Linked DNA regions of Gossypium hirsutum: region 1 is linked to region 2. A link is a contact called in public Hi-C data. All regions are on one chromosome and are shown on one strand. Each heading gives the region's core, a stretch centred on a gene start, on an enhancer-like site or on the middle of the called end of the contact. The rest is flanking DNA. Distances are from core to core; before and after follow the strand shown. Region 1 holds the start of LOC107900472 (probable mediator of RNA polymerase II transcription subunit 37c). Region 2 holds the start of LOC107962027 (aspartic proteinase PCS1).

Region 1 (2,700 bases), core at 88-2,587, 350 kb after region 2:
TTCGTAATTTATTAAAAAAATCGAGGCCATTTTAATAAAAAGCCACAAATATGAAATAAAATTATGCTCCAATTTTGAGATTTAATCTTTATATTTAAATAAGTTTTTAATTTTAATATTTTAACTTAAAAATGTTAACAATTAAAATTGATATATTTTTCATTGAAATTTGTTATCAATAAACTCATATAATCATATTAATTTTAGAAGTAAATGATACGAAAATATGGTAACAAAATTTGACAAAAAAAGTTATCAAAATAAAATAACTGATGGTATAACTTTACCTAGATGTAAACAATAATAATCCTTAAAAACATAAAAAATATTAGATTTTATTACACTCACGATATGATGAGCGAAAATATTTTATATTAAAAATATATATTTATAAAAATATATCGATGAAAGATTATTAGTTGAGTGACAATATCTTTTTATATGAATTTGTTGATCTTGTGTTTAATTTTCAAATAATGTTTCACAATTATTTTATTTGAGAATTATATAAAAGTATGAAAATATTCTTATAATAATATTAATTATTCTTTAAAGTAAATTTATTTTAATAATTTCACAGTTGAATTGGTGTCAAATTGACTCATACAACATAATATATATTACAATTGCTAATGAAGAAAAATTAAAATTAAAATTAAAATTAAAATTAAAATTAAAATTAAAATTAAAATAAAAAACATGGCATGTCAAATTACTTGTGAAATTAAAAATATTTTGTATATCAACTGATTGAATTTTAACTCGATTGACATGGACATTATTGTCAATGCAAGAGAATGTGAGTTCAAGTGCGTTGAAACATATTATCCTTTTATTTATAGGTTGGGTTGAGACTATAAATAATTCTAGACATTATATCAAAAAGAATAAATATGATCAAAATCTATAATAAAATTGTTTAAAAAAACAGTTTGTATATCACTATAGAAATATTTATTTATTTATTTATTTTGGGCATCTTAAAAATATATTTACTTAATAACAAAGTTTTCAACCAAAAATAAAATAAAATGAAGGTCCATATGTGTAATTCGAGTTGAGTTTGAATCCAAACCCGAAAAAGACCAGACCCGTCATAAGCGCGTAGCCGACTTCATTCAAAAAGAAAAATCAAAATTCTCACCCGCCCGAAACACGCAACTAAAAACTCGTGGTGGAGCCCACGACTTCTTTTTCCAAATCCGAAAATCAAATCTCAACCATTCATTCTATAAAATCCAACGGCCGTAAACCCCCCATTTTCCCCCCGAACATTCTAGAACCCTAATGACCCTAATTTAAAATATATAAAAGCACTAACCCTTAATACTAAGCCACACAGTTCATTCTAAAGAACAACTCTTCGTTCTTCATTTTCTTTTTTTTTCTCTCTAGTTTCTTTGATTTTTGCTGGAATTTAGAGTGATGGCCGGAAAAGGAGAAGGACCGGCGATCGGTATAGATCTCGGTACGACATACTCTTGCGTCGGAGTATGGCAACATGACCGAGTTGAAATCATCGCCAACGACCAAGGCAACCGAACGACGCCGTCCTACGTTGCTTTCACCGATTCCGAGCGTTTAATCGGCGATGCTGCTAAGAACCAAGTCGCCATGAATCCGATCAACACCGTCTTCGGTACATCTCTATTTCCCCTTTTATCGTAAAAAAATTGCATTTTAGATTTAGATCTGAGGCTTTGTATGCCTTTAGAAATTGCTTCTACGAGGAGATTCATTTTTTTGTATTTTTATATGCTATTTATGACGTCATTATATGATTTGCCCGAATTTAGTAGAGTTTGACTTCCCTGCTGTAATTTTGTTGACTGTAAAGTTTATTTACTTTTTTTTGTTAATTATTGAAATTAACAGATGCTAAGCGATTAATCGGCAGAAGATATAGCGATTCGTCGGTTCAAAGCGATATGAAGCTTTGGCCTTTTAAGGTAATCGCCGGTCCTGGTGATAAGCCCATGATTGTTGTTACTTACAAGGGCGAGGAAAAACAATTTGCTGCCGAGGAAATCTCATCTATGGTGTTAATCAAGATGCGTGAAATCGCCGAGGCTTACCTCGGAGCGACGATTAAGAACGCTGTCGTTACTGTCCCAGCTTATTTCAATGACTCCCAAAGGCAAGCTACCAAAGATGCTGGAGTCATTGCTGGTCTTAACGTTATGCGAATCATCAACGAGCCAACAGCCGCCGCCATTGCTTACGGTCTTGACAAGAAAGCCAGCAGTGTTGGTGAGAAGAATGTGTTGATTTTCGATTTGGGTGGTGGTACTTTTGATGTTTCATTGCTTACTATTGAAGAAGGTATCTTTGAAGTTAAGGCCACTGCTGGTGATACACATTTGGGTGGTGAGGATTTCGATAATAGGATGGTTAACCATTTCGTTCAAGAATTTAAGAGGAAGAATAAGAAGGATATTAGTGGGAACCCCAGAGCATTGAGGAGGTTGAGGACTGCTTGTGAGAGAGCAAAGAGGACTCTTTCATCGACAGCTCAAACTACCATCGAGATCGATTCATTGTACGAGGGTATTGACTTTTACACCACGATAACTCGTGCAAGGTTTGAGGAGCTCAACATGGATCTTTTTAGGAAGTGTATGGAGCCAGTTGAGAAGTGTTTGAGGGATGCTAAGATGGATAAGAGCAGTGTCCATGATGTTGTTCTTGTTGGTGGTTCCA
Region 2 (2,700 bases), core at 58-2,557:
CTTCAATACCTAATAGATCAGAGTTTCCAAATGTGAAGCAATACACTGAATCACTCCCCTTATTCATCTCGGGTACTCGATACAATAGCCTCTCGCCCGATACGCTCATCTCGGCCCCTTGAAACATCAAACTAACTCGTGGTAAATTCGAAAAACTCGTACCGGGTGACTCGTCAACTTGGTAACATAAGTCCATTGCTCCCTGGAAAACAAAGTTCGGATCCTCAAAAACTCGTAAAACCTCTCTTGTTTGTTGCAAAAACTCGTTTCTTAACGCATTATAAACCGGACCCATTAAGAAAGTAAATTGGGTGCCCAAATCAACCATTGTTTGACCCGCACCCGTGTGATCCGGTAAAAAAGCGGATCTTGGTAGGTCCAACATTTTGGTCCCAACTTTAATTCCTTCTAATTGCACCGTATATGCAACCCGATCAAAATATGGCAATGGATCGGATATTTGAATCAAAGGAGTATAATTTAACGTTTTAAGCCACGAGAATCTCGTATCGCCGAGAAGTAAAACACCAGAAGAGTCAAAACCCGATATACAGTACGAGAATTTGGGAAAACCCATTTGACTCACGAATGATAAGGACCCACGGTTCATGCCCATTAATCCGGTTGCTTTCGAATCTTCATCTGAATTCGAGCTAAAACCTGAGTCCATACACCCGAATAAAAACCCGGGTCGGATGGAGGACCCTATTACAAAATTCTCATACGCGAGAGTTCCCTCAATTGAGGAAGCGTCGGCATAAGAGACAGCCACGTGGCACAGCTTATTATTCAGTTCGCAGGAAGCGGGTACGAATAAGTCTCGGGTACGGGTTTTACAAATGGGTGAAGCGCAAGGGATGTGAATGTAAGACTTGGAAAGTTCAGGGGTAAAAAAGGAATTTAAGTTGGGATTTTTTTTGCAGTGAAGCCATGAGAGTTCACTCCCAGTGTCGAGGACCATAGTGACATTCTGTGGCGGCGAGCCGACGGATAAAGAAACTGTTAAAGTAACGTTATGGTGGAAGCCAAGCTTGTTGGTGGCGGCGGAGGAGGAAAGTTTAGAGTTACGGGCAAAGGTAAGTGGGGTTCGACCAAGGGTTGTTTTGAGAGGTAAAAAGAGTGTTTGTTTGGAAGGAAAAGAAAATTTTTGATGGAAAAGGAGGAGCAAAATTGTCAAATGAAGCAGAAAATGAAAAGAAGCCATTGATTTAGTTTTGGAAAAAGAGTGCTTTGATCTTCGGTTTTGTTTTGTACGTAAAATATAACTGTTGTTTGAAAGTTTTTTCAGTTTAGTGTAGCTTTGGTTCCTTAAATACTGGTAGCAAAACTCATTATTCTCTTTTAAAAATTAAATAAATTAGAAAAATTGAAGGAAAAAGTTTTTCTATTTATTTATATTTTTTTAAAAGAAAATTCTTAAATTGGTCATACGATTTTTATTTTTTTTTTGAAGCTCCAGCTATTTACACCTGTTTTTCCATTGCATTTTAAAAATGTTTTTAGAGCACAAAAACACTTTTTGCATCATAAGCAATAAAAAATAATGCACTTTTATGTATAGAAAAAGTAATTTTAAAGTAAAATGTTACTTTTAACTTTTATTTTTATATAATATTTATATTGAATATAGGGTTATTTTTTATTAAAATATTTTTAAATATTAAAATATAATTTATTAACAATTCACATTAATTGCTTTGAAATATTTAAATTTATATTTTTATATCAAAATATTAATAATATTGTTTTGTTATTTTTTCCTCAAATATTGTAATATTAATGAAATTTAACATTATTTAAATATATATTTTTTTACTTTATAATATCACGTCCAAAATAGACATTTCATTTCTCAAAAACACATTTTAACAACAATACAATACACTTAAATTTTAAGTTAAAATTTTTAAAAATACTTTCTCACCGCACTCCTCAAAAGATAATGAAAAACTAACCCTTAATATACATTCATGTATCGGTAAGAGAAGGTGATAATATTTATTCATGTTTGCATTTTTTTTCATGTAAAGTATTTTTGATAATTTTAAATAACAATTAAAATTTTTAGAATACTTTTTATGTACTTTTTCATCATATTATTTTAATTTATTCAATTTTTTTTGTAAAATATTGCGATTTGGTTTTTAACCGGTCGGCACTTGTGTCGTTGATTCACCTCTTTTTACCTTCATGGGGCAACACTAGAGGGTTGGCAGAGGTCTTGACTTCTCTAAAATAGAAATTTTTATTTTTGATTTTTTAAAATTTATGAAATTTTAAATTAGTACATAGTAATATTACACTTTAACTCTCTAAAAATGATAAAATTTTGATTTATTCCTTTAAAAATATAAACTATTAAATGGTAAAATTATATTTTAGCTCTTATAAAATATACTATTTAATATCGCCTCAAAAAAATTCTTAGCTTCGTTTTACACTCTCAATCTCTCTTGTCATTTTGTCACTGGTCTTTCTGTCTTGTCAATTTAGTTATGGATAACCTTTGGGAAAGGGCTTCATGCCTTCTTCCGATAGTGATGCGTAGGTGGTTGTCACCCTTCGGGTTTCCCGTCATCCACTTTCCTTGCCTTGGTTGTCACCCTTCGGGTTTCCCGTCATCCACTTTCCTTGCCTTGGTTGTCACCCTTCGGGTTTCCCGTCATCCACTTTCCTTGCCTTTCATTTTCGCTTTTTTTT

The links. A called contact is a pair of places that touch in the nucleus more often than the background predicts.
Region 1: a Hi-C map of leaf shows a contact between it and region 2, with 2.6 times the contacts expected there. The contact joins the promoter of LOC107900472 here to the promoter of LOC107962027 in region 2. A contact is called at or near these places in 3 of 34 Hi-C or Micro-C datasets (leaf and petal).

The regions. Positions count from the first base shown.
Region 1 is chrA06:121,739,898-121,742,597 of Gossypium_hirsutum_v2.1, forward strand. It overlaps LOC107900472 (probable mediator of RNA polymerase II transcription subunit 37c), which reads left to right and starts at 1,338. Exons shown (of 2, transcript NM_001326889.2): 1 at 1,338-1,639; 2 at 1,876-2,700. The coding sequence starts at 1,426.
Region 2 is chrA06:121,389,431-121,392,130 of Gossypium_hirsutum_v2.1, forward strand. LOC107962027 (aspartic proteinase PCS1) reads right to left here and starts at 1,308. Exons shown (of 1, transcript XM_016898241.2): 1 at 1-1,308. The coding sequence starts at 1,204.